Regions from separate parts of the Mus musculus genome. Here all the other regions are linked to region 1. A link is a contact called in public HiChIP or PLAC-seq and promoter capture Hi-C data. All regions are on one chromosome and are shown on one strand. The core of a region is the stretch at or near the end of the contact, and the rest is flanking DNA. Distances in the headings are between cores, read along the strand shown.

Evidence for each region. Promoter capture Hi-C pulls out the DNA fragments that hold promoters and counts their contacts. HiChIP or PLAC-seq counts read pairs in DNA pulled down with a chosen protein or histone mark.
Region 2: a contact with region 1 is called in a promoter capture Hi-C map of liver, with 3 times the contacts expected there. The contact joins the promoter of Jade2 here to the promoter of Zfp2 in region 1. A contact is called at or near these places in 2 of 39 promoter capture datasets (cranial neural crest and liver).
Region 3: a contact with region 1 is called in an H3K27ac HiChIP or PLAC-seq map of microglia, with 4 times the contacts expected there. The contact joins the promoter of Sec24a here to the promoter of Zfp2 in region 1. A contact is called at or near these places in 2 of 39 promoter capture datasets (cranial neural crest and hippocampal neurons) and 1 of 115 datasets of contacts at active chromatin or transcription factors (microglia).
Region 4: a contact with region 1 is called in a promoter capture Hi-C map of liver, with 2.8 times the contacts expected there. The contact joins the promoter of Tbc1d9b here to the promoter of Zfp2 in region 1. A contact is called at or near these places in 3 of 39 promoter capture datasets (the 3T3-L1 cell line, liver and pre-B cells).
Region 5: a contact with region 1 is called in a promoter capture Hi-C map of pre-B cells, with 3 times the contacts expected there. The contact joins the promoter of 0610009B22Rik here to the promoter of Zfp2 in region 1. A contact is called at or near these places in 9 of 39 promoter capture datasets (the 3T3-L1 cell line, embryonic stem cells, frontonasal cranial neural crest and 6 more) and 1 of 9 other capture datasets (embryonic stem cells).
Region 6: a promoter capture Hi-C map of hippocampal neurons shows a contact between it and region 1, with 2.3 times the contacts expected there. The contact joins the promoter of Nhp2 here to the promoter of Zfp2 in region 1. A contact is called at or near these places in 2 of 39 promoter capture datasets (cranial neural crest and hippocampal neurons).
Region 7: a contact with region 1 is called in a promoter capture Hi-C map of liver, with 3 times the contacts expected there. The contact joins the promoter of Ltc4s here to the promoter of Zfp2 in region 1. A contact is called at or near these places in 2 of 39 promoter capture datasets (cranial neural crest and liver).

Annotation. Positions count from the first base shown.
Region 1 is chr11:50,914,275-50,918,206 of GRCm38.p6, reverse strand. Zfp2 (zinc finger protein 2) reads left to right here and starts at 2,031. Exons shown (of 6, transcript NM_001044698.2): 1 at 2,031-2,098.
Region 2 is chr11:51,855,508-51,859,439 of GRCm38.p6, reverse strand. It overlaps Jade2 (jade family PHD finger 2), which reads left to right and starts at 1,772. Exons shown (of 13, transcript NM_001357588.2): 1 at 1,772-2,129. The coding sequence starts at 2,002. Gm30110 (a long non-coding RNA gene) reads right to left here. Exons shown (of 2, transcript XR_388628.2): 1 at 3,717-3,932; 2 at 2,843-3,519.
Region 3 is chr11:51,754,759-51,758,690 of GRCm38.p6, reverse strand. It overlaps Sec24a (Sec24 related gene family, member A (S. cerevisiae)), which reads left to right and starts at 1,857. Exons shown (of 23, transcript NM_175255.3): 1 at 1,857-2,614. The coding sequence starts at 2,518.
Region 4 is chr11:50,129,097-50,133,028 of GRCm38.p6, reverse strand. It overlaps Tbc1d9b (TBC1 domain family, member 9B), which reads right to left and starts at 1,669. Exons shown (of 22, transcript NM_001290760.1): 1 at 1,473-1,669. The coding sequence starts at 1,590.
Region 5 is chr11:51,686,513-51,690,444 of GRCm38.p6, reverse strand. It overlaps 0610009B22Rik (RIKEN cDNA 0610009B22 gene), which reads left to right and starts at 1,811. Exons shown (of 2, transcript NM_025319.2): 1 at 1,811-1,897.
Region 6 is chr11:51,617,894-51,621,825 of GRCm38.p6, reverse strand. Nhp2 (NHP2 ribonucleoprotein) reads right to left here and starts at 2,053. Exons shown (of 4, transcript NM_026631.4): 1 at 1,849-2,053; 2 at 1,675-1,744. The coding sequence starts at 2,008.
Region 7 is chr11:50,236,453-50,240,384 of GRCm38.p6, reverse strand. Ltc4s (leukotriene C4 synthase) reads left to right here and starts at 1,853. Exons shown (of 5, transcript NM_008521.2): 1 at 1,853-2,007; 2 at 2,945-3,044; 3 at 3,121-3,191; 4 at 3,287-3,368; 5 at 3,673-3,924. The coding sequence starts at 1,950. The coding sequence ends at 3,814.

The DNA of each region.
Region 1 (3,932 bases), core at 782-3,281:
TTTTCCCATATTTTTAAATAGTCCAGACAACTATGAAAAAAAAGCCAGACACTACCAGTAAAGAGCAATAAATTTTTATTCAGTATGTTGGCAATAGGGGTAGCCACTTGCATTAAACAAGAGCTCATCTCTGAATTAAAAAAAAAAAAAGCCAGCTGGAGACTTAAGCCAACAAGGAGAGGGCATAGTGGACACCAAAGAGGAGCTACCTGCTAAAGACAGCTCAGTAGTCCCAGAGCTGTGCACCGCAAAAGCAGTCAAAATGGCGGCAGGCCTCTTCTCACAACCCATACCATGTGAGGTGTCCAAAATGGGGACTCCTGTTAAAATGATGGTACCACCTTGCAGCCATCACGGGAGGTGTTCACAGTGGTGCACGCCTTTCCTGCCTCAGCAGCCTCAGCAGGAGCTGGCCCTCAAGAACTGTTCAACATGGCTACACCTTTCCTACTTCTGCCTACTGCCTTCATGAAGAGCTGTCCACGGTGGCAACACCTTCTTTGCTGCCTCAGCCCACAGCCTTGGTCAAACACCACTGCAGGAGATGTCCATAATGCCAGCACCTCCTCTCCAACCTACAGAGACGGTGCCTCAGTCAAAACCACCAGCGGCTGGGAAAAACATCTAACCCATGGGCCTGATGCAGGGAAAGGGGGGGTGAAAAAAGCCGCCAATTCCTGAGCTTCCCCCCCCCCACACACACACAGACACACAGACAAAACATCAATCCTTGAGCAGAAAATCCACTAATCCCTGAGCTCCCCAAATTCAGGACTTGAAATCCCACCAATCATCACTCTGGAAATCTCTGCCCTGGAAAGCCCCGCCCCCTAAGAGATCCTATATAAGCACTGCCACTTTGTCTAATTCCCTGTTGTCTGTTCCCTAGGATAGAGAGCAGCCATCCCTGGATTCATCCCTTCACACCCTGGTCCATCCAATAAATCTCTTTCATGAGATTCTTATGCCTGGTCAGAAGTGAAGAAGAAAAGAAGCAATGAAGAGAAGAAACGATGAGAAGGAGAGGGACTGAGGCTCCTGAGCTCCGCTGAGGACGCCATGCCCTGGTAGCTGCATCGCCTCTGCTGAGGAGGCTTCCTCTTAGAGCTATCTAGTTCCTCAGCTCCCATGTCTCAGGGTGCCCTTCTTTTGGGACATTGTCCCACCTCAGAGCTGTGTGGTTCCTGAGCTTCCGAGTCCCAGGAGATCCTCCCATCAGAGCAGAAACACAATGTCAAAGACCTAAGACGGAAGGTGTGGGATAAAAGCGGAAGGTGTGGGATAAAAGGAATTTGGGCACGCACGTTTGGCTAATAGGATTTTTGAGCCTCGTCAAAAAGTGGCCTCCAGATGCCCGTCCGACATTTGGTTCGGAACATAGTCTTTGTTGCATGGAATAGAAGTTTTACAGGCTGAAGCGAGGGGGAAAGGACCAAAAGTATAGAAGAAGGACTAGTTGGGAAGGATGGAGGTCAGTGAAAGAAGGGCACATGAATGAGGGTCGCTGGGGGTGAATGTGATCACAGTGCACTGTATTCAAGTATCATGATGTCAGATTTTAAAGAAAAAACGTTAAAAAACAAGCGGCCAGACAAGAACCCAATATTACAGTTTGTAACCTATCTTTCTATCCTAAGATAGGATGGAAATTATCCTAAGATATTCTCCAAGTTCCAAAGCCGTGGATGCAGCCGAAACTACCTTAGCACCCACGAGTTTCACTCACAGAGGTGGCTGGTTTTCCACAGTAACAATTCACCCAGCCAGTGCATCATTTACTACCTGGTCACAGAGCGCCGTGAAGTATCTACATTACATTAGTAGCTTACCTCTCATCCTAACCTCATGCAAGGGGGTGTCCAAGGTTCTCTTAATTTAGGAAAGGAAAAGGTTCTAGAACCAGTTTCTTTAAGAAAATAAGCTTAAGGTGGCAAACCTTGCCTGAGCACTAGGGGAGCAATCGCTGGCCCGCAGCCCTGCGGTTGCGCCTGCGCAACTGGAAGCCCTGTCGAGGGCTCATGGTCTTGTGGGAAATGTAGTCCCGCGCGCCCAGTGCGGCTGCCTGTGCCGCCAGCCTCTGGCTTCTTCAGTGACTGTGGTGAGTGCGCTTCCTCGGGCGGGTGGTCCACGGGCGGGGAGGCGGAGGCGTTCCCACTGGGAGCCCGGGGCTCTGGTGCCAAAAGAGCAGAGCCGGCCAGACAGAAAGGTGATCCTTCGTCCGCAAGGAGCACGAAGTCGCAGGTGCGCAGCTCACGCGCGCGCCAGGCCGCAGGACACCCTAACCGAGACCCCCCAGCTCGGTATCCCCCCGTACCCCGGGGTCATTCGCGCCCGACTGCTCTCCAGCTCTACCTGGCCGAGCAGCTCTGGTTCGGTATGCACTATGAATGCGTGGTAGACCCGCTCTCTGAAGCTTGGCAGGGCACGGGACCACAGTCCGGGGCTCTGGCCATTGTGTGCACCGCTGCTGGGGACCCGCCCTCTGCCTGCGAAGGAGGAGCTTGTAAAATGAGTCCTGAATAAGCAAGAACGTGCCCACCCTTTCTTTAAGTTCATTATTGGTCAACTAGAAAAATGTACGAGCGAAATCATTCGAAATTTGTCCTAAAGTCCATGTATTGTGTTATATGTATAAATAGAAACCTTTTGCTTCCAAAAAAAAAAAAAAAGATGTTAGTGCCTTTCCTCCATTCACCTTTAAAAATGGAGTTACAAAAGGCATTTTGTAAGATGCTTGAAGTGCATCTAAACCACCACCCAATGGAGATGAGAATAGCCTTAAGACACTAATTTTTAAGAGCAGTTAAAGCTGTCATTTTCACGAATGGTTCCCTTTGGACTTTTGGGCTTTTTTGTTTTTGTTGTGTTTTGTTTTTATTTTAATATTGGACATGGTACAGTTATGTCATTCTTTGTATTGCCTCTTTCCACAAAACCTTGTAGTGAAATTTCTAGGTCAACGTTATAATTAGACCTTTGGGCATCTCCTGTCTTATTCTTTCCAGAAAAGTAGCAGTTTCTAAAGATGGTTGCGGTGTTAAGAGTGACTGACGCCCCACATCAACTGGAAGTGCTGCTAGTAGCCTCTTAAGCTTTGGAGAGGTGCAAGCTAGGTGTGGTAGTGTGTGCCTTGAATCCCACAGAGGCAGGGGGATGAGTTTGAGGCCACCTGCTCCACAGAGTCTGGGCCAGCCAAGGCTACTTAGTGAGAAGACCCTCCTTCAAATAATATCCTTATGCTAAACTCCAGCCCATTTTATTCCTAACTTTTGCATCTGTTGTACAAACAGATGAATCTACAGAAAAGTTGCATATTGCTATAGTCATATAAACCTACATTTCACTTGTATGTATCTATGGCTGCATGTATGCATGGGTACAGGTGCACATATAGCCACATTCAGGTGAAGACCTGAGGTCAGGGCCGAGAAGCATCCTCCATCTTCCTCCAAGCCCTCGGGCATTTCATCCTCCTGCTTGCTTTCTGGTCCTCATGCTTGCCCAGTGCTGAGCCATTCCCCAGGGCCAGCTCCCTCCTCCTCCACCTCCACCATGTTTACCATAATTAGAGAGGCCTTCTGTTTCACTGCATCACAAAGATGTTCATTTATACTTTCTAGTAGAACTCTCATTCTGTTTTTGCATCTCTATTCTTTTCCAAACGACAACCCTTGCTATGTGTTATTGTATATTGAATCCTTTCTTGATAATGCCAACTTTCTTATATCCTCAGTCTACCCAGCCCACCCCTCTGCCTTTACTGTAGTAGGGGTCAAGTCCAGGGCCTCTACTGAGCTATAATAACTCAATGAATTATTCCTGAATTCCTATATATGCATGCTTTTTTTTCTGAACCGCATGTGCTGCTAGGATTGCAATTGTGCATTGGTGTTCCCTGTTGGTCTGTAACATGGGTGGGGGGGAGGTAGGGG
Region 2 (3,932 bases), core at 523-3,022, 940 kb before region 1:
AATATTTATCTTTGCATGCAAGGGGGTTTGGGGGTGGAGGGGAAAGGAAAAATAAACAAACTTCAGTCTTGGAAAGGGAAAGGGATTTGAAACTCATCCACCTGCCTTCAAAAACAAAGGTGAGTTGGGGGGGAAATCATTGGATTATCTTGGAAGGGGTAGAATACATTGGCAAGGGTGAGAAGAGATGCCTTAGGGATGCTGGAGATGAGAGATGCCTTAGGGTTGCAGGGCCAGGCTTCCCCAAACCTCAGTCCAAAGCTAGCCAACCTCCCCAGCTGGAGCATTCCCAGGAGGCAAAAGGTTGCCCCCCACGTGCCTACCCCTCCAGGAGGCCTGCCCTTTTCCTTCCTAGAGAGAAGGTGAGCTCCCCAGGCACAGCGGGTTGGGTGGGTGTGGCCCGCAGCTCAGGGAACCGACCCAAGGCTCCGCCACTGCCGGCTAGCCGCCCGACAGCCCGCCCGCCTGGCGAGCGCAGGCTCTTCTTCCAGAAACTGCGAGGATTGGAGAGCACTGTTTGTGCACCACAAGGTCAAGTCGGGAAGTGGAGTCGGAGGAGGAGGGGCGAGAACGAGAGGGTGGGGAGAGGGGCGCCCCGCTTCTCTGCCAAGTACCAGCCCTGGGAAGTTGCCCCTCGGTTTTTAACCCTTTGCGGCTATAAGATGCACGAGGCAGAAGGAAGGGGGTACCCCGGGGCAAACTCCTCCTGAGGCTAGGACATGTTGCCACCCTGCTAGCCACCCACCCATCACAGTGCGCCTCACCCCCCCTCCGGAAATGCAGGGCAGCACCAGGCGCCAGGAGGCACCCGCGAGGGGGAGGGGGCAACAAGCCCAAGAAGGGACCCCCTCCCCTTAAGGACAGCCCCTCTCTTCCGGAGGTCGCCCACAATTTCAACTTTCCCTGCCTAGGATGCTAGTTTGCATTTGGTGTGGGTGGGGGAGGAGGACCGCGCCCCCTCCCCCAGCCCCTTGCGCGCCCCTCCCCTGCACTCCTGCCAGCACTTTCTGCTCACTTCTGGCGCTGCAAAAAACGCCACGCGATTTATTCGATTTCGATTTTAAAACCAGTGATTCCGAAACCGGGCGGAGGGCGAGGGTCTTCCAGCACCAGAGTCCCTGGGGGTGGGGCGGGCGAGCTGGGTACTCCGTGCAAGCCTCGTTTCCTCCGCGAGTGTCGCCTCCAAGCTGTTATTTGCAAAGAAACGTCTTTTTGACGCAGGGAGAAATGGCAAATTTTAAGTACGTCATTAATATGGCGCCAAAAGATTTTTTTAAGTATAAGCTTGCTTTTTTTTTTTTTTAAAGGTTGTGGGGGGCTCCGCCTGGGTCTGGGGCGCGAAGGGGGCGGGGTGTGAGCAGAAAGTGTGAGTGAGCGAGTGGAGGGGCGGGGTATGTGTGTGAGTGTGTGAAGTGTGAGCCGACCTGATGGGACTTGCACGGGCTCAGCCGGCGCTCGGGCCCGGCCCTGGGGACAGGGCGGGTTGGGGGCGCCCCGGAGTCCACGAGGAGTCCGGGCCCGCGTGCAGGCGGGCGGGTGACCGTGTAGGGCACCCCCCCGGGGGGGCCGCAACGCTACCTGGGACTGTCGCCGGAGCCAAACAACTGGGAAGGGGGGGGGGAACACGACAGGGGGGTGCCGGGAGCGGAGATCCGAGTGAATTAGAAAAAAGTGGCTACTCCCCCTCCCTCTCTTCTTGCCCGCCCCCACCCCACCCCACCCCCACCCCAACACATTTTTTCCCCCTCTAAAGAGATCACAAGGAAGTCTTGGTTTAAAAAGAAACAGAAACATACACAGGGGGTTGGTGAATGGTGCCGACCGCGGCCATCGCAGTTGGAGGCTATTTTTTTGGGGGGTGAGTAGCGTCCATGGAGTTACTTTGCGCCCACTCCTAGTGGCACCAGCTCTGAGCTGGAGGGCTGACCATCTTCCCAGCAGGGGTGCGGGGCTTGGGGGGCGCCGCGGCCCGGTCGCCTCCCTCGCCACGACCCCGGATGGATGCGCGCCCCCCGCCCTCCCGCGCCGGCCCCAGGAGCTCCTGGCTTCGGGAGCATCCTTCCCGCGCCGGCCCCCGCCGCCGCGCGTAGCCGAGGGCAGCGCCCCTCGGGAGGGCACCGCGGAGCAAGGTAAGAGCCAGCCCCCAGCGGATGGGCCCTGCGCATCTCCACGGCATTATTTTGTGGGCTTTTTTTTTTTTTCAACAGATCTGCCAGTGCTCCTCGCTCCCTCTCTCTTGCTCGCTCGCTCCCTCTCTCGCTGGCTGCCTGTTCTAGGAAGCCAGCGCGGGGGGTGGGGGGGGGGGACGCACAGCACTGGGGAGAGAGATTGCGCATGTTGGTCAGCCGTGTTTTAAAGAGTACAGTGCGGGGAGGCTGAGAGGGGCGCATGCAACAACTTTTGGAAGGGTGAGCCTGGCGACCTTCTTTATTAATGACTGCGGCAAAGCGCCCCTGGGCCGGCGAGGGGGCGCGGGCGGGTGGGGGCGCTGGGGCTGCAACTTGCCTCGCGGGCTCCGGCCGGCCCGAGGGGCTGCGGCGCTACCGGGGTGCGGGGTGGGGAGGCTGAGTGGCGGGCACCGGGGCACGGGAAACCTGGAGCTATCTGCCCTTCTGTCTCCCGAGTTTCATTTTGTTGATACGCAGCACGTCCGGGTGCCGAACCGGGCTGAGCCGATGCACATGACCCCGCACTGGGCTCACGTGCAGCCGGTCCAGTCCTAGACACCTTCCGGGGGCCACCGCCTCCGCCCTGCGCCCCCTTTCCAGGCTGGGTGCACGAGGGAGCTGCACGCGGGGGCAGCATGCTCGGTTCTTGGGTTCAGAGGCATTGCACAAATTAGTTTTTTTTTTTTTTCTTCTTAAGGGGCGGGGGACAACGTTCCCAGGTGAGTGCTGGGTGCGCAGTCCAGGCAGCCAGGGTGCATACTGGGGTAGTGGACAGCAGCTCTCCGGTGCTGCGCGGGAGTCCGGTGGGGGAGAGGCACCGCGAGAGTGGAAATGTACCGGCGACGGCCGGAGCGGCGGGTGCGCGCTCGCGGGGCGACGGCAGGGGGCGTGGCCCTTGTTTACCTTCTCCCAACTCTGCTGGTTCGCGTCCCGCTTCAGGGACGACTCTGCAGCTCCCCCCTCTTCCCTCCGCCCTTACTAAAACTCTGGGTGGTACCTAAGAGCAGCAGACAAGTGGAGGGCCCTGCCTGGGACACACGCACCTGACCCCAAAATGAGTGACATTGCAGCCCCCGCCCCCACCAAACATTGCTGCAGTCCTTCTGCCGGATCCCCGGCCCCGCCCCGCCCCCGGCAGTGGCATCTTCCCGGCTCACCTCCTTCCTCCCTCTCCCTCCCTCCTTCCCACCCACTTGCCTGCGCCTGCGGAGCGGCTCTCGCTCGCCCACTCCCCGCCTGGGTGCAGACTTGTGGCTCCCCATGGTCCCTTCCCGCCCATCCCTGGGCTCTGAGACATCCCCTTCTCCGAGCAAGGGGTGATCCTGGGTCAGCTTGGAGACTCGTAGCTTTTCTGCCGGAGGGTGAGGACATCTGCAAAACCGGCTTGGAGGCTTTCCTCTACCTTCCAGAGAGGCCCAGCCAGCTCAGCCCGGTCCCTCTTCTGCACACCTCTGCCCCGCTCAGTACCCCCGCCCCCACCCCGGGCTCAGTTGCCCTTCCCCGAGTCCCCTAGACCCCTCCCCCGCCCCGGGCGTCAAGCCCACCCACCTCCTGGCACCGCCCCCGGCCCGAACCGCCTCTTGCCCTTCCTACGCCTGGGCCGGAGCCCCCCGCAGCCACCTCCGGCTCCTCCTCCCGGCTCCCGCGGTCGGAATCACGCCGGCGCGCCTCCAGCCTGCGTGCCCGTCGCCCGCCGCCAAGGGCAGGCTGGAGGCGCGCAACCCTCTTCTAATCCACTTAGCCGCTGCAGCCGGCCTGTGCACT
Region 3 (3,932 bases), core at 608-3,107, 840 kb before region 1:
CCTAGCACTCAGGAGGCAGAGGCAGGTAGATCTCTATGAGTTCGAGGCCAACCTGGTCTACAAGGCAGTACCAAGATGAGAAACTGTCTCTAAAACACAAAGCAAAACAAACCAAAGAGTTTCATCTTCATCCTAAAGAAGCCTACCTGGATCTTGTAATAAGGAGTGGGGGCGTGGAGAGACGGCTGGTAGTGAAGAGCACCGGCTGTGCTCCCAGAGGACTAGGGTTCCTTTGCTATCACTCACATCATGGCGGTCACAACTGTCAACTCCAGTGCTGGGGGATGCAGTGCCCCCTTCTGACCTCTGTGTGGGCACTGCATACACATGGTGTAAAATACTTTTTTTTTCTTTTCTTTTCTTTCTTTTTTTTTTTGGTTTTTCAAGACAGGGTTTCTCTGTGTAGCCCTGGCTGTTCTGGAACTCACTCTGTAGACCAGGCTGGCCTCGAACTCAGAAATCCACCTGTCTCTGCCTCTCAAATGCCGGGATTAAAGGTGTGTGCCACCATCGACCAGCGTGTAAATACTTCTATGTAGGTACCCATACATACAGAAAACAAACTTTAAAACAATAAAACAATCTTTTTTTTTAATTGTTTAATTCCACTCAGAGCAAATATATTTTAGTATGGTTTTGAGGTAACTATTAATGAAATCAAGGTTAGGGTAAATTTGTATATGTGGTTACTGCTTGCTTCTTGGGTCTGACAGTAGTTTTAGATTGTGCTCTTTTTCTGTAATACTTCGTAGCCAGCATTAGATAGTAAATGAGTTTGGTAAGATGTACTTTCGCCCGAGGTTGTGAAACTCATGGCATAATACGTTTCAATCAGCAGCACACATCTGTGAAGGACTTTGTCATCTGCTTGGAGCAGGTAAAACCAAAGTAGCTAAAGATCACACTGATATCACTAAGTATGTTGCATAACCAACCAGTTTCTACTTCTCTTTGGTCTTACAAGTCAGAAAGTCTGTTTGGGGGTAAAAATAAAAGCAACCCACAAGCTACTTGCCCAGAAAGGACATTTGAATTATTCGACTTAATGTAAACTCTCATAATGTAAACTGCCTTTAATTCTTTTGAACTCAGGGCTTCTTCCTACAAGGTTAGGGAAACTCTTTATGAGTGACCTACATATCTAACCCCTTTTAAAGAAACTGAGTCCTGGTAAATTGCCCAGGCTGGTCTTGAATTCAAGATCTTCCTGCCTCACTTTTCTGTATCCAGAACTATAGGAGTACGATACCATTACAATTACCATTTTAAATGTTATTTAGTCCGGGGCCTCAGTATTTTTTTTTTTTTCGGGACAGGGTTTCTCTGATTAGCCCTGATTGTCCTGGAACTCACTCTGTGGACCAGGCTGGCCTCGAACTCAAAAATTCGCCTGCCTCTGCCTCCTGAGAGCTGGGACTAAAGGCGTGCGCCACCACGCCCGGCTTGGAGCCTCAGTATTAACTAAATACTTGTTATTATAGAAGTTGCCTAGCTCAGTGTAAACTAAGGGCTTCCCTAGGACATTGGACTCCATTGTCAACACTGGGATAGGAGAGGGATGGATTCCCGATCCATGTGTGGTGGATGTACTTCGGAGTGACTATGCTACCAACAGGCTAACGTCAAAATTAATCTTAATCCTCCAGTTGAAAAGAAGAGCTTCCTCCTTAACGTCATCAGACATTTTAACCTTGACCCAGCATCTTCACTCCAGCCCTGGCTGACCTGACTAGGCCGCCTTCGAACTTAGAACACTTCTGCCTCGACCTCCTGATTGCCGCCATGTCCCGCCCATGACACTTTGACAAACACACGTAATTGAACACCTCTTTTTAAAATTCTCTTGCACTCTACAGCTGGCATAGCATCGGCTGGGCCACCAGCGGTAGCCGAGGACATCGGTCGTCTCAGGTAATCCTCAGAGAATCCCGGAAGAGGAGCCGGGTCTCTCCTGTCCCACCCAATCGATTCTAAAAATCCGCACCACCCCTGGGACTGTCAGCAAGGTGACGTTCTCCACGCCGGGTATTTTCGCAGTGGTGACACAGGCTACTTCCGGCGGGCGGCGGGAGTCCGTGACGTGGCAGGCGAGTCCGTGCACGGTCCTCCGGGCCCGGACACGGGACTGTCAGGTGCCCTCGGGGCAGCTCCCCGGGGACAGAGAGCACGGCCGCAGCCTCCAGCCGGAACCGGAAGTGCCACGTGTCCCCACTGTGCCTGCGCGGCCGGCGGCTCCGCCCAGGGCCTCCCTCCTCTCCGGGTTCGGCTGCTGCCTCCGAGCCCGGCGTTCCCAGCCCAGCCGGCCTGACTCCGGAGCCTCTCCGCGCCCTGGCCAGGTCGTGGCCGCCGGCGGGCAGAAGACACGGACACGCCATGCCTCTACTTTGACGTGCCACCCCGCGTGTTCCGCTTCTCCGGCCTCCAGGTCCCTGCCCTCGGTTTTCCTGTTGGAGCTCTTAGGCTGGGCGCTGCGGTCGACCCCGACGGCTCCGTCTTACCCTGAGATCCCCGGGCGCCATGGCCCAGCCCCGGATCCCCGCTGCCCGCGGTGCCGCAGCTAGCCTCCAGGCCCAGAACGGAGCCGCCTCAGCCTCGGGGTCTCCCTACACCAACGGTGAGTGCCGCACGGGGGCGGGGAGGGCGGCACAGCTCGGGCCAGGGACAAGTCCCAGCCAGGTCTACCGCGGGGAGTGGCGGATGACGGCCTGGACCCGGGAGCCGCGGTGGACATGCACCTGCAGATCCACGCTGGTGGGACAGTTTCATGTGTATTTATAGGTTCAGCCTGCAAACAGTAAGCACCTGCAGTATGCAACGTCTGAGATAAACAAGAGGTGAACAAGAATCGTAGACGAAATCAGTTCCCAGAACTGCCTTATGGAGGTCATAGTGTCTGGGTGTCATCACGCAATGCGCCACCTCAGTCCTGTGTCCTGGAGGGCAGGGTTCATCTCGGGTCCGCAGGCTCGAAGTGCAGGGGGGTGGCGGGTCAGTGCTTATTAATACTAATTTGCAGAGATGAATGAATGACTCCGTCTTTGACAGATCCCTTTAGGACTTGCTCATCTCTGCAGGGATCTTTCTTCAAGGATCTTCTTCCTACGACAGTCCTTGGGCCTCCTGTTTAGTTTTTCAGTTGTGGAAGAACCAAATAGATGGATGGCTAGGGCTTCGTTTCTAGGGCCCTCCTCTTCATTTAGAATGTAAGTTAGTCACAACTCTCTGAACCCTAGAGAGAGTACATCTGGCACTATAATTTATCATTTGGCGGGAGAATATCTTATAATTGGATATCTCTTCTAGGATTCCTGACGCCTTCCTACAGCGTGATTTGCTAAGCTTATTTTAATTGATATAATAAAGACTCATTTTCTGCCTACTTACAAATTAGCCTACAAATCTTTGCTTTATGGGAAGAAGACAGGGAGAATAATACTAAAGTACTTACTGTGCCCATTTAAAGTTGTAGAAAATAGCCAGTGACTAAAATTGCTGGTTACAATGTATTTAGAGAAGACTACTGTTTTCTTTACAAAGAATGTTCTTTGTAAGACTTAAAAATGTGGGTAGGCAGCTATGTGGGCAGGGCAAGAGAAGCTGAGAATCACTGACAGGTTTTCAACTTGAATTGTTTCTTGAGTTTATAGTAAGAGATTATGTAAACTACATTTTCTTCTGTGACATTGACATTTGCTGAGAAGATGCAATCATCCACTTTAAGGTGAAAACAACTGAAGATGTCGCCTGTGTGGGTTTTGCTTACGAATTGCACTTAAATCACAAAGTAAATGTGCCAGTAAGCTTACATGCAAGTAGAGCTGTGAGGACTTTGAAATGTTTTTGCAGGAATTGAATCAGTATGTTAGGCTCTGTTGGAGATATTCCATTGCTATTTATTTATTTATTTATTTATTGACACTGTCTCGCTCTTA
Region 4 (3,932 bases), core at 420-2,919, 780 kb after region 1:
AAGAAATCTGCCTGCCTCTGCCTCCCAAGTGCTGAGAGTAAAGGCATGAGCTACCACTGCCCAGATCATTATGTGTTTACATGTATATCTGTGCACATGTTTGTGTCTGGTGGCCATGGATGCCTGAAGAGGGTATTGGGTTCTCTATAACCAAAGTTACAGATGGTTGTGAGCCACCATATGGGTGCTGGGATTTGAACCTTGGTTTTGCAGCCCTTGAGCCCACTTCTCCAGGCCAGGCTGGTCAGTTTTGAAAAGAGGCTCGAAGGAACCTGCGTTCCTGATGAATCTCTTAGGTATACAGTGCTCAGGAGGCTGTGATGGCCCAATGGCCATGGCAGGCTGCACAAACCTGGCTCAATGTGATTTGGAATTCACAGAATGGCTGGCACCGTAGTCTGGACGCTCAGCCTTGAGAGGCGGGAGGCGGTTGGACACAGATGAATGCTAGAACAAAAGGGACTTGTCCCACGGTGCCCTGTGTTCCTCAGTGGCCTTATGGTAGCTTCCAAGGTTGATCACTGGGCTGTTCAAGAGGGCTGCTACCTAACTCTCAATAAACATTGGGTCCTGGAGCCAGGCCTAGCATCAACTCCAGTCATCTCTTGGCCCTCCGGGAAGGAGCCTGATTGTGGAAGGGAACATTGAGTTTTCTTGGAAAAGGTACAGTCCCTTCCACATTAAGAAGTGTAGCTCATGAGATGCTGGCAGCTGATGTCACCTAGGTGAGGCCACCAACTGCATCTGCAGGACTGTCAGCTGCCACCCTGCAAAACCAGGGCATTCACAGAAAATTCACTTTCCATATTGAAAGATCTGGCACCCAGAAGGGTCCACGTACAGGGGTCTGCTGCAGGGCCGGATCTGGAGTACTTGACAAGCCCTGGGACACACGGGGCTTCCAACAAGTCCTGCTGAATAGATTCCCACAATGCCACATGTCACACAAAGTCAGAGGCTCCCACTCCAGCTGCTTCTGTGTGAGTGGTAGTGCTCAGATACCCGAGAGGCACCCGGGGTAGCTCTGAGGGACACTTCATATATACCGATAAATATGCAAAAACAAGCTTTGAATTGGGAGCTCTGACGGCATCAAGTGAGGAGAGACCGGAGGAAGGGGAGGTCAGGGCATCTTTGGTCTTCGCCAAGAGGCAACTCTTCAGTGAACTAGGAGTAAAGAGGGCAAAAGGAAACGTGTGCTTATGCCACTTGGTCCCTCAGAGGCAGCTGGAGAAACTGAGGCAGAGGGCGAGCTGGGGAACCCTGCTGGCTTCTGGTTGCTATGTGACTTTACAGGACTGTGCACACGTCCCGGCGGAGGCCACTGGTGTCCTTCCCCTGCTGCCTGTCCCGGGATCGTCCTCCCCACCCGCCTTCCGACCCCCCTGTGCCGCTGCGCGTGCCCGCGGGTCGCGTCCTGCTGCCCCGCCAGGCCCGGTGCGCACAGGCCCGGCCGCCCGCGCCCCGCTCACCCGTGAGGCCTCCGCCCTTGCCGTGGCCTCGGCGCCGCTGCAGCACGAAGAAGGGGTTGGCCCGCTCCGTCACCCATAGCGCGTTAGCCACCAGCACCTCCTCGGGCCCGAGCCACATCCCGCGGCCGCTCGCACCGGGCCAGAGCCCGTGAGGCGGAAGCGCGCGCCGCCGTCGCCGCGCCCGAGCCGAGCCGAGAGGAGCCGAGAGGCTGGGGCGGGGTCGAGACGTCGGCCCGAAGGTTGGCTCCCCCTAGCGGCCGCGCTGGCTCACAGCGTCGCCCTCCTCGACCTCTCCTGGCCTGGCAGTCCCCTCCAGCCCTGCTGCCGCTGTCCAGTTTGGAGGGGATCGCATGCTCTCTGCCTACTGTGCAGCCCAGGCGAGTTAATGTGGCAAAAAGCGTCTGGAGAAGGGTACAGCAGCGCCTGGTCAGCCTCGGGATTTTGACTCAAGTCTAAGGTTGGGATCCTCAAGAGCCCAGTTGTCAGGAAGCGCAGCTGGTGCCCTTTGAAATAAGTGCGCTCACCCCATCTGACAGATGGATTGGGGTGGCCTTGAGGCTGAGGTCACAGATGAGCACTTAATTTTTTTCATAAGCGTACAGCAGTATGATCTAGGGGCGCAGTGCCCTGCTCTTACCTCTCCTGGCCTGAAGGCGGCAGTCTCTGACAGTACAAATTCACCTTCAGATCCCAGCCCAGGGCTTCTGCCACTGAACCATGAAGCAAAACTAGCTACTGCGGGCTCTGTGAACTAGAGCCCGGTTAAACAATTAGGAACAAGATAGTTTCTGACTCAAAGGTGCAAATGACTCCGCCTGGACAAAAGGGGCGGACCATATTTATTTTGGTAAAGGCTAGGGAGACAGCTGTATGAGCTGTCCCCATGTCACCTGGACATGGCAGGAGGGTAAAAGGAAGGAGAGATAAATTCATTCTGGGAGGTTTGAGCAGATGTAATGGGTGACAGCCAGAGTGAGCCACAACCTTCTGAAACGCGGCTTGTGACTCAGCTTTCAAGACATGGCTTTCCTTACAACTTTGAAGTACAATATACTCCGGTTATCCTGACAGAGTACACAGCAACCAGTCAGTCTGGCTGTCCATCATCTTACTCCATGAGGGAGTGAGTATGATATCCATGTATGAAACATAACTAAACTCATCATCTCTCAGATACTGGATTCTCAGCCCATTGTATTAATGTGTCCTGATAGTAAGTCCTCAATGAGGACTTTGGACGCGCAGACGAATGCTGCTGTGCTCTCTGGAGAAGTCTACCCTCAAGATTTCGGAAGTAAGCCAGGCATGGTGGTAGACACCTTTACCCCAGGACTTGGGAGGCAGAGGCAGGTATATCTCTGTGAAGTTGAGACCAGCATGGTTTACCTAGCAAGTTCTAGACCAAAAATAATTTAGAAGTAGTGGACTGAGGGATGGCTCAGCAAAAGATGGAGATTGGGGGGGGGGGGGTTACAGCTCCAGGGGATCTGATACTCTCTTCTGGCTGCTGAAATTAACAGCAATAGCATTCACTCATGGATGCACACACACATATACACAGAGATAGAGACAGAGATAGATAGATAGAGAGAGATGGATGGATAGATAGATAGATAGATAGATAGATAGATGGATGGATGGATGGATGGATAGATGGATGGATGGATGGATGGATGGATGGATAGATAGATGGATGGATAGATAGAAATCTACAAAAAATTTAATTTGGAAGAATGATAATAATTTTATAAAAAGCATTTGGAAGTACCTGAGAACCAGTGAGATGCCTGACTTTGATCTCAGAGCCCACATGGTAGGAGAAAAACAGCTCCTGCAAGTTCCTTTGACTTCTAAGTAAAATAAAATAATAATTAACTAAATAAATGTAATTTAAGAACTGCAAGTATTTGTTCCACCTTGGAGCGCAATAAAGGATCGTCTATCCTTATTTCAAATTTGAGTGTACTTTAGTGTACTCAAGAGTCAAGAGACTGACGTGTCCATCAGCTGATGGTAACAGTAGTGGCATATCCCTCCATGCAACATCCAGCCATAAGATATCAGCCACTGAGGTGCTAAGACATGGCTGGACCTCGGACATCTGAGGCTGACACATAGACTGTTGGCATTGCCTATGTCTTTGCATATCTACCACACTCCTAGGTGCTGCAGCCGACCCAGAGAACAATCTGTAAGGACCAGTTTTTATAAGGAAAATAATATTTATTGAGCACTCAGTCTGTGCTAAGCCTATGTCTTTTTTCTTTTTATTTTGTGTGAATTTATTTTATAAAATTCACTTGATTGATAAAAGTGCAAAATTCAGGTTCTGACACCATCACAGGGCTTAGCAGTGAACCACATTATCTAGCACTTCAGCTCCTTTCCATCATCTGGAATGGTAACCCTGTCCACATCACAGCTACTGCCCAGCCTTCTCCCATTCAGTCCCTAATAACC
Region 5 (3,932 bases), core at 562-3,061, 770 kb before region 1:
AACTTACTCTGTAGGTCAGGTGGCCTTGAACTCAAAATCCAACTGTGTCTGCCTCGAGTGCTGGGATTAAAGGCATGTACCACCACCACCCAGCTCAATGTGTTTTTAATGCATATAATCCACTTATTTCTGAGCATCTCAAACACACTTATTTTTAGAACGTTCTGTAAGATCCTCAAGCTAGGCATAAGTTTAAAGCCAGTCAAGGCTACTCAGGAGACTGTCTCAAAAAGCAAAGCAAAGAGTGATAAGGTTGACACACGACTTTAACTTCTGGCCTCTACACATGTATACAAAGCCAAAAAGTGTTCTAACACATAAATATGCACACACTGACTTAGTTTCCTTAATTGGAAGTCAGGAAAGCAGTCAGCCTCAGTAATGGAAATTTGTGAGCTGCTACACAAAACAAACATGTTCATATTTCTACGGCTCAAATGATAACTGGAGACTTCTTGTAGCAGACACTTTTATTCCCTTCCTCCCTAACTCCCATTCCTATCAAGATGACCAGAGGTTTAGGACAATGACTTTTTTGTGCCTTCAATTTTGAAGGGAGATGAAATGGATGGATAAACATGCTGCTTATGTAGAAGTGGGCAGGTACCTGACCAAAGCAAAGGAGATGTAAGAAATCAGTTTTGTTATTTATCTATCAAAGGTAGGTAGGTAGTCTGCCATTGGCCAATATTCCAAAAATTTTCTTCACTACCGCCAATAAAAGAAAGCTGCTTCACTCAAACAAACAAACAAACAAACAAACATCTTCTCCACCTAGTAAAGTTTTGTTTATAAACCTCATGCATCCTTTCTCCCTCCTGAATTCCCTGCTGCCTGGAATACAGACCTTTAACTCCATTCCTCTAAGCTTATTCTTTCAGAACTAGCCAAGCATGAAGGTCGGACCCCAGCCACTGGGGAAAAGACACCATGATTTTGATCCTGAAACACCTTTTTTACAAATAGAACGTGCCTTGTAGAGCTACTTCGCTTTGTTTATGTTTCTAGCAAACACAAAACGAAAACAGAAATGCCAAACTTTATCTTTAGTCACTCTGTGGCCCCAGAGAGAAGTCAATGATTTTTAGCCAAAGTAGCTTCGAAATGTCTGTTTAAGGGAAGAAGGAATTCAGGACGCCAACGCTAGATAAGTCTCACTATAATAAACACATAAGGAAAACCTGTGAACAATGCAGACATACACTTGAAAGAGCAGAGTCCTTGATGATTAACAGCACCTAACACCAGTGATTTGCGCCCTAAACCACCCTCCCATTACGCATTTCCGCCCACGCATACGGCCAGCACCGTCTGGACACAAGCGCCCGGTGCTGCAACCTCCATTTTGCTTTCTGGCATTCTTGTAGTTAAAAGCTCCGCCTCACTTGGCAGTCTGGTCCACATCTCCCGCCAGGCTTCCGGTCTCTACACCTCCAGGCGAACGTCAGTGACAACATAAGCAAGTACGCGTGCGGTGAAGGCAAGGATTGCTCTAAGAGCCAGAGGAGGCCCGCGGGGACCCCGACGTCCCATGAGGCCTTGACCCAAGATGGCGGACAAAACCCTTAGCGCAGCCTTGCTCAGAGACGCATGTGCGCATGCCCGGTCGACTGAGCTGCCCTGATCCAAGATGGCGGCCGGACCGGGGCTGGGGACGGGCTTAGCGCGTTACTGAGCATGCTCAGTCTTCCGTCACTTGCGTCAGGTCGGCAGCCGGCGCAGGCCGCTCAGTCCTTCCCGGAGAGGCGGGAACATGTACGCATGCGCAGTGAGCAGTCTCGGCTAGTCGGTGGGCGGAGCTACCCCGCGGGGTGGACGTTGAGTGTGTGTGATGGCCGGCTGACCTGCTTTCCTCTTTGAGCTTGTCTGCCCCTGAACTAGAGGGAAGTCGGCTTAGGTGAGGTATTTATAGTTGTCAAAATCCCGCACTCGCCTGTGATCCCAGCGCTCAGGAGCCCGGAGGGATTGCCTCAAGTGCTGTAGGACAGCAAGACCCTGCCCAAAGCAAAAAGTCGGGAGCTAGAGACTGGGAAAGTGGGGGCCGTCCAGGGAGGCTGGGCACATACAGTTCAGTCACTTTCGTGGGTGCGTACTTTGAGTTTTCCTTGGGATTTGTGGCTCAGGGGCAGAGCCCTTGCCTAGCACCTGGAGGTTTGGGATTTGGTCCCCAGCACCAGAAATAAACAGTTAAAGAGGGGCAGTGTAAGATAATCGCAGCACTGGAAAGGGGGAGCTAGGGTAAGGAATTCAAGCCATTTTCTGATACTTGTAGGCCAGTCTGGGCTTCATAAGACCTTTTATTTTATTTTTTAAAAAAGGTTAATAACAAAATAAAATAGCAAAATGTACGGGTTTATTTAATGGACTCTGTCATCGTGTTGTAAATGAATCTGTGGGTAAATAGATGTATCGCCATCTTTAATAGCCCCAAAGCAAGGATGACAGTCCATCCTAGTATCTTTAGTTATCCTTTGGCAGGTTCATCCATGTGTTTTAATGTGGTTTTCAGCCCTTGTCACCCTCTCATCCCACACCCACTGAACCCCCTTTCCCTTCTATTTTCATATCTATACATTTTTTAAAATTATTATTATTGTGGATGTATGTGACACATCATGGGAGTGCCTGCTTGCTATATGGTACATGTGTAAGAGAGGACAACTTTGTGAAGTTGATCATCTCCTCCTCCTCCTCCTGTCTTCTTTCTTCTTGTGACAGAGTCTCTTTCTGTAGCCCTGACTGTCCTGGAACTTGCTTTGCAGAACAAGCTAGCTTTGAACTCACAGATCCTCTAGCCTCTGCCTACTGAGTTCTGGACTGAGCATGCGTGTGTACCCACTGAGTTTAACTTGGGTATTTATGGGTAGGGGTTTATTTATGGAGCATACACAATTTAATGGTGGATACACCAATGAGGAAAAACGAGTCCCCTGAACCAGCAGCCATTATTTACTTGTTTTCAAGAATAGGTGAGATTCTTTAATTCTTCGGAAATTTTTAGTGGAAACTTAGGTCCTCTGAAAGAGCAACCAATGATCTTAACCACCAAGACCTCCACTGAAAGCCTTGATTAAATTCCTAAAGCTATAGTTTTTATTTTATGACGTGTCTCTTAAACGATAGTCCCTTATCCTGGGTTTTTTGGTTTTTGGTTTTTGTTTTTTTTTTTTTTTTTTTTATCACTCTGGAACTAGCTGCTGGTCTATAGAAACCCATTTGTTTCTCTATTGATCTTGTTTCCTGTTGCCTTGCTAAGTCTGCCCTTACATGGTTCCATAGGACATTTTATGTATAAGATTATATCATCTTCAAATAGTTTGGACTTCATAGTCCAAATGCTTTTTATTTCTTTGTTTTGGTTTAGCTTTTGAAACAGTTTTTCTGTGTATCCCTGGCTGTCCTGGAACTAGATCTGTAGACCAGACTGGCCTTGAACGCACAGGAACTTGCCTGCCTCTGCCTCCCTGGTGCTGGGGCTGTCCCCACCCCCCAATGTAGTGATTTTTTTTTTTTAATTCTTCCCATTAACTTTGTTTCCCTGCCTGCTATCTCCAGTAAAGTACTCAATAGAAGTGGTAGAAGGGAGGTATACTTTCTGCATTCCTAAACTTTAGCCAAAGGATGGAGTTGTGATCTTTCCTTGTTTCTGGTTTTAAGAAAAAAGCTTTTAGTTTGTAGGATGTTGTTGTTTTGTTTTTAAAGACAGCATCTCAGACTTTAGCCCAGGCTGGCTGAAACTCACTATGTAGCCCAGGTGGTGGCCGCAAATCCCTGAGAGTCTTCCTGCCCCAGTCTCTCCCAGTGCTGGGATCGGGTGTAAGCTACCACTGCCCTGGTAGTCTTTGACAGTAACTGTAAAAAGTATTTTGGATTTGTTGATGGTGATGTCCTTTTTTTTTTTTTTTTTTCAGTTTAAGAAATTCCCTCTCAAA
Region 6 (3,932 bases), core at 804-3,303, 700 kb before region 1:
GTTCCCTTTGGCACAAGGCTGGTCCTTTCCACTTGTTCCTTTGCTGTCCTTCTTTGTGGTCCCTTTCTCCTTGCCTTCCTGACCTATCATGGTGCCAGGGGCCACCTGAAGCTACCAGCCCCCATCTGCCCTACCAAAACATCTGCCTGTAGAATAGCTAAGCAGAGCATGTCCAAGGCATTTTCCATGTCAACTCAGGACGCCTCAGAGGGTAAAGACACTCACTGCCAAGCCTGGCCACCTGAGTTCAATCCCAGGGGCCTGAATGGCAGAAGAGAATCAGCTCTCCAAGTTGTCCGCTGGTGTTCACATGGGTACCAGATGCACATGTGTCCATACACATGCAAGTAGGCACCCACACGTAATAAAAGGTATCTAAAAACCACACTTCAGATGTTTTCACACAAACCTGGCTTTCCTCCACTGTCTGTCTGCAGTCACACACTACAGCCCAAACTAGCATGCAAAGTCATTATATGTCACCGTCTCTCAAATCCCTCAGCTGTAGCTCCTGCCCATCACCTGCCTTGGGCCATAACAGCTTACTAAGTCTGACTTGCCTCTCCTAATTCTTCCCTCGATGTCACGCCTCAGCTTGCACTCTGTTCTGAGAACACTAAACCTACCTTAGAAAGCCCACGAGGGGGAAAAAGAAAACAACAACAACAACAACAACAAACAAAACCGGGCATGGTGGGGCACGCCTTTAATTCCAACACTCCGGAGGCAGAGGCAGGCGGATTTCTGAGTTTGAGGCCAGCCTGGTCTACAAAATGAGTTCCAGGACAGACAGGGCTACACAGAGAAATCCTGTCTCAAAAAAAAAAAAAAAAGAAAGCCCAGGAGGGCTGGAGAGCCGGCATACGGGGATGCATAGCCATTTCTGGGGGTGCATGGCCATTTCTAACTCCAGTCCAAGGAGACCTTACACCTTGCCTTCTGGTTGCCAAGGGCACCAGTGATGCACCAACATATACACGCAGGCAAAACAGTCATACACTTAAAAGGAGTAACCACTTACATTGTGTAAGTGCCACTACACTGCCCTGTCCAAGAGCCTACTCTTCTCAGGATTCCACCCCCTCACCCCAAATAAACCTTCATTCATTCATTCTCTTCCTTTGTTGTTTTGAGACAGGGTCTCTATACATAGTCATGGCTGAAAACTTAAGAGATCTGCCTCTGATGGGATTAAAGGCCTATCACTGGCTTATCATTTTCTCCTTTTGGGAGTTTTGTTTGTTTTGAGACCTGTCCATAGACCACGACGGCCTTGAACTAGCTATACTTCGGAAGCTAGCCCGCATTCTCCCCTGCCCTACTTGGGAAAATGTCTCTCTACATATAGCACGTTGCCTAGAGCCTGAAAAAGTTGTGCCGTTCTACAGAGTGAATGATCAGGACTCTAGTTTACACGGGCTGGATTCCTATTCTCTTCCCTGTCATTTACTGGGAGTTCCATTTACTGGTAGTGAAGGGAGTTGACTGCTAGACTGGTTGGTCAACTTCACCTTTATTGAGTAGGTGGAATTTCTTCTTAACCAGTTAATAAGCCAAACTTAGTGCCGTAGTACTTGTGTACCGTGCACAAGGCCCTAGGTTCAATCCCCGGCACTGGAATATAAAAATAAAAACCACACAAAACTTAAAAACCAGAGGAAGCCGGGTTCTTACCCTTTCTCGCCCTTGTTGACAAATTTCTGAACCTCCTTCACCCCGCGACGAATCTGCTTCTGCTTCACAGCTACAAAGAGAGAGAAGCGTGAGCCGACACCTCGCTCACGAGGCTCGACCCCGGGCCGCCCAAGTCACCGGTCCCGGACCGCGATCGCCACGCGCCCGCCTCACCCTTCTTGATGCACTTGTAGAGCTTGCGCGTCAGGCGGCGGGAAGCCAGGGGCTGCGCGATGGGGTTCAGATTGACCAGCAGCTCTTTGTACGTGCGCTCCTCGCTGCAGCCCTCCGCCTGCGCCTCGGACTCTTCGGGAGCGGCCTTTACTTTGGTCATCTTAGCAACTACAACTCCGTCCCGGCATAGAGGAACCACGCGGCCGCCGCCTCCGACATCACTTCCGGGTTTTCAAGTGGCTCTACCCTGTGACCAATTGGGAAACTAAATATTCTACACCGACCAATCTCTAAGTAGATCTCTAGGGGCGGGATTTTGGATATGGGGGCGGAGTTAAAGGTCAATCTAAGCACGGGATTTGGATTTTCACCGCGGGAATCCCAGGGAGGCCGAATTTAGAACCGGGTTTCCAGAGGGAAAGGGGCGGGGCCTGGGGCCGAGAGGTGGGGCCCAAAGGGAAAGAGGCGGAGCCCAAAGGGAAAGAGGCGGGGCCCGGAGAGATTGAAGAGCGGGTGGAAGGAAAATACACAACGGGATTGTGTCCCCTGAGCTCCTTGTGACCTGCCTTGTGACCTGCTGCTGCTGGTTAGGTAAAGCCTGGCGCACCTGAAAGTTTTTTCATATTTTCTTTTCCCCCTCCTAGATCCTGTTGCACAAACTATAAACCGCACACCTTTGATCCCAGCAGTGGGGAGGCAGGGGCAGGTGGATCAGGTCAGCCTGGTCTACATAGTGACTTCCGCTGGGCAGTAAGGTCAGCCTGGTCTACATAGTGACTTCCGCTGGGCAGTAGTGGTGCATACCTTTACTCTCAGCATTTGGGAGGCAGAGGCAGGAGGAACTCTGAATTCAAGGCTAGCCTGTTCTACAGATCGAGTTTCAGGACAGCCAGGATTACACAGAAACAGTCTCCAAAAAAAAAAAAAAAAAAAACCGCAAAGAAAAAAGAAAAAAAAGAGGCCGGGCAGTGGTGGCGCATGCCTTTAATCCCAGCACTTGGGAGGCAAAGGCAGGTGGATTTATGAGTTCAAAGCCAGCCTGGTCTACAGAGTGAGTTCCAGGACAGCCAGGGCTATACAGAGAAACCCTGTCTTGAATAAAAACCAAAAAACAAAAACCAACCCCCCCCAAACAAACAAAAAAACACAAACAAACAAACAAAAAAACCCACTCCAGTTCCAGGGGATCTGAAATGTCTAATCTGCAAGGGCCTCAGGAGTGCATGTGCTGCACAGATGTGCTTTCAGGCAACACACTCACACACAGGAAATAAATCAATCAAAAGTTCTTAAATGTTAAAAGCAAATCTGAAAAACCAGAAAGGTAGGAAGGAAGGTGACATGTGCTGGATGAAGAGTCCAGCTAGCTAATGAGAACCCTGGAGCAACAGGAAACGGGGACCTCAGCTCTGTGACGTAGAGGGACTGAAGCTGGTAAGGGTGAATATGAAGGAGGATCCTGAGTGCCAGATGCCAAAAATCAGGCCCACATTTAGATCTGTGTTTTGTGAAGGACACAGAACTTACCTATCCCTGATTGACAACTATGAGACCTGTGAGATAGTTGAGTATGATTTCCAGCCACTAAAAGCCATCACTTGGACAGCAGCAAGAGGACCAGGATATGTCAGATTGGGATACATTCTCTGAATTGCCAAGAAAGACAGAACCAGGGAAGGCTGTTGGAGGAAGGAGCACTGGGTAGCCTAGTAAAGATTGAAATCATCTCTCTTTTTTAGGTTGTAGGGAGGCCTGGATGTGTCTCAGTAAGCGATTACTAAATGGTGGGGAAATCAAGTATTTAAACAGCAAATGCTTAATATTTGCCAGCTGATTTGAATCTGAGGGAGACCTAGTTTAGAGAGACAGAGAGGGTGACTTCTGAGACTCACCTGTCTTCTGATGTTAGGTCTGCACATACCCATACATTATGACAGGGGTTAGGAGGATACCTATATATTATGACAGGGGAGAAAGGTGGCTCCTCCACTGCCCAAGCTTTGATGGTCCCAGCCTTCCATCTTCCCCAGAACTTTCGAGGTGGTGGTGGAGGAGGAGGAGGTCTGGCAGCTTCTGTCCTAATC
Region 7 (3,932 bases), core at 604-3,103, 680 kb after region 1:
GACACATGGGCCTGAGAGGAAATGTAAGGTTGGCAGAGCAGAGCCTGAAGTAACACAAGACATAGACTTGTCTGTAGCCTGCACCGGCGAGCACCCACGCTCACCGCAGAGACACGCAGAGATGTTCATTTGCTGACAGGCACGCAGACAGGCACACTATCCACATGGGCATATAGGAGCATGGCCTGCCTGTATCCTATGTTCTGCCTTTTCTTTTTTTTTTTTTTTTTTTTAAAGACTCATTTATTATTATATGTAAGTACACTGTAGCTGTCCTCAGACACACCAGAAGAGGGAGTCAGATCTCGTTACGGATGGTTGTGAGCCACCATGTGGTTGCTGGGATTTGAACTCTGGACCTTCAGATAGCAGTCGGGTGCTCTTACCCACTGAGCCATCTCACCAGCCCTGTTCTGCCTTTTCAATGCCTTCCCTCCCGGAAGCTGCCCCAACTGCAGCCTCCTGAAGTTTGGAACCCAAGCATTGGCATGGTGCAGGCCCATCTTGCCCTGGAACGCCTGTGTCCTGACCATTCCTTGAGTTCAGAGCACCAGCTACTGCTATTACACGTTGGTGTAATGCAAGGACCAGCGTTGACCCAACTGTGATCTTGAGAAACCTGCAGAGCCCCAGCAGGTAGGCCTCAGATCTTCTGAGGGCAATAATGAACAAAGAGACCGAAGGGGTTCTGGGGAGTCCACAGGGACCAAGGCCTCAGGCAACGAGGACGGAGGCTGGCTGTGGGGAAGCAGAAGCTCCCAAGGGTGACCCTGTCTTATGACACCCATGATATGGCCAAGCTGGCTGCAGGGACAGGAGTGTGGCCTAGGACCTGTTAGTTCCCCAGTACACGCTCCTCTCCTGTCCTGTGCTGGTTCACGCCCTTCACCTATGGCTCCGTCCACTCTTCCAGATGGATCTGGATTTTGCCACTGCTGACCAAATCTACCTCAAACCAGCTTCATCGGAAAAGAGAAGTGGCTATTTCACAAGGAAGAACAGTCCAGGAGCACACACCACACAAGGTGGCCCCCAGGGCTCGACAACAAGAGTTTCTCAGCTTCTGTACTCTTAAGCTTCCTTTCCCAGACTGCTAATGGAAGTTTCCAGAACTGGGTCTCTCTTCTGTCAACATCGGCACACATGACTACACCACAAGTGTGGCAGTGGTGGGGAGTTGTCAGCTTTGTCTGGTGTGGAAAGGACTAGGCTAAGGAAGGGAAGGGTCAGTGCCTGGAGCCAAGTAGGATGCTGGGCAAATACACCAGCCTAGAGACAAGTATTTCCCCATAACCAAGGATAAAAAATATCATTCATGAGCCTTTGGGGCTCTGAGGGGGATGGGCCTCAGGATGCCAAGGAGGAAGAAGAACATGGGTAGGTCCATTGTGGCTGGGGACACCTGGACATTATGAAGCCATAGGGAGTTGGGAAGGGTGTGTCAGCACTAGACATTACAGAGTAGCCCTGGATGGGAATACAGACCCAGTCATCACTGGGGTAGGGGAAGTCAGGGGTGGGAGTCCAGGAGCCCAGAGCCTAGGGTAAACCCTGGATGAAGGGGAAGTCTGAAAGGCCAGTGGGAAACTACCAAGGATGCAGGGTCTAGATGATATGGTAGCTGGAAACACACAAGGCTAGAGGGGGCATGGGTGAGCAGTCAGAGGGAGCCTGGGTGAGCAGCATGAGTTCCGCCACCACAGGACTAAGCACGGAAAGGCCAGGAACAACTGGAAGGAAGTGGTCAAGCTGTCCACAGCACTGGTTTCTACCTTCCCAGCCTGGCCAGGCTCCCTGCCTTTGTGGATACAGTCATATCCCCACCCCTCCCCGCCTCTACTGCAAAGGGGTGGAGAGCGCCGAGGCTCTTCCTCTCCTGGGCCAGCGTCTGAGTAGCACACTGGGCGATAAGAAGAACACCAAAGCTAATTCTGCCTGTGGCTGGCAACATGAAGGACGAAGTGGCTCTTCTGGCTACCGTCACCCTCGTGGGAGTTCTGTTGCAAGGTGGGCTGGCTCCTGTCTGGGAGGTGGGTGGATCTTACATCCTGTAGTCTGCTCTCTTCAGGCTCCTGGGGTAGGGAATTGGGGTGCTGGCAGGCCCAGGCTCAGGAGAAGGACAGGAGGCTTCTAGGCTAGCCTCCTGGTACCAAGGTCCAAGCAATTCAAGAACTGTTGGAGGGCCAAAGTTCCAGCTGAGAAGTCCCCACTTCCCTGGAGCAGGTATAGACACTCTCTAAGGAGTGTCTACAGGGGAGGACCAGGTGAAGGATGGCCACCCTGCTGAGGGGCCACTTGAGGTGCCTGCCTTGTGGTGGGAGCTGGTATCTGTTTGGGAGTGCAATACAGTGACTAGTGGAATAGCTATGGGCTTAGGTTGGGAGAGTCCCAACTCCACGCATCTGGAGCACAGTATCTGCCAGATTTAAGGCTGGGTCCATGATGTCTAAACAGAAACTGAGACAAGAATTTATGCTATTGTGTGGTGGTACTGAGACCCAAGCTAGACTGACTCTGGCTTGTGGCAGAGTCCCTTCTGGCTGATTCTGTAGAGGGGAAACCAGGGTCCCTTAGCCACAGAACGTGTGCTTCCTTGTTCCTTAAAGAATACAGCCAATTTTGCCCTGGTCCATTGCCTACGCAGGGGGTCCAGACCTGCAGAACGGGAGGTAGGCATTTGCCTGTGCTTTGCAAGTCAAATCGTTCAGGAGTAAAGTCTTCTAAGGTTCCTCCCACCGGCAGGTGTTTCAGCCGCGCATCACCCTAGTCAATCAACCCTCAGGCCTACAGGGCCTCTCCATTGAACACCACTGATGGGGCAGGTGGGAGAAGGGCATTAGAAGAGAGTCGCTCAGTGAGAGGCAAGGAGAGGGGAACTAAGGGACGGATCCCGCTCCAGATCTGCGGAGCACCACACCTGACTCCCACACCCCCACGGCCGCAGCCTACTTCTCCCTACAGGTGATCTCTGCACGAAGGGCTTTCCACGTGTCGCCGCCGCTCACCTCTGGCCCTCCCGAGTTCGAGCGCGTCTTCCGAGCCCAGTGAGCGCGGCGGGTCCGGGCGGGTTCGGGTGTCAGCCAAGGTGAACCACGCGCTCACCCAGCCTACCCCTCGCAGGGTAAACTGCAGCGAGTACTTTCCGCTGTTCCTCGCCACACTCTGGGTCGCCGGCATCTTCTTCCACGAAGGTGCGGGGCAGCGTGGGGGCACACTTCGGGGGTGGGGGTGATCCCGGATGGCGGGAGCTCGTGCTCACCGCGTCGCCTTGCATCGACTCTCGCAGGAGCCGCAGCCCTGTGCGGACTGTTCTACCTGTTCGCGCGCCTCCGCTATTTCCAGGGATACGCGCGCTCAGCGCAACTCAGGTAACTCTGGCCGGACTTCCGGGAAAGCACTGCAGGGGAGGGTCGCTCCCCAACGCCGCTCAAAGGGTGGGAGGCGGCGATCGGCCACAGGGGACCCATGGAAAGAGATCTGGGGACAGCGGGTGGGCGGACCTAGCCCTAGCGAGCCGGTGTAGCCCGGAGTGGGAGGGGCTTGAGCCTGCGGGGCAGGCCTAGTCTGGAGGGGGAGGGCCTAGGCCTGGGGGCAGTCCTAGCATGGAGGGGGCGGGGCCTTGTGTGGAGGCGGGGGGGGCTTGGCTCCGCTCCCGCTGAGCGCCACCCGCAGGCTGACTCCCCTATACGCGAGCGCGCGCGCACTCTGGCTGCTGGTGGCGATGGCTGCACTGGGCTTGCTAGTCCACTTCCTCCCCGGCACGCTACGGACTGCGCTCTTCAGATGGCTCCAGATGCTCCTGCCGATGGCCTGAGGCGAAGGCCCTCCGAATCAGCAGAACTGGAGATCTTCGAACAAAACGCTGGGGTGCCCGCCCCCGAATCCCAGTTTTTAATTAAAGTTCCCACGACGGTTCCGTCTGCATTCTCTGG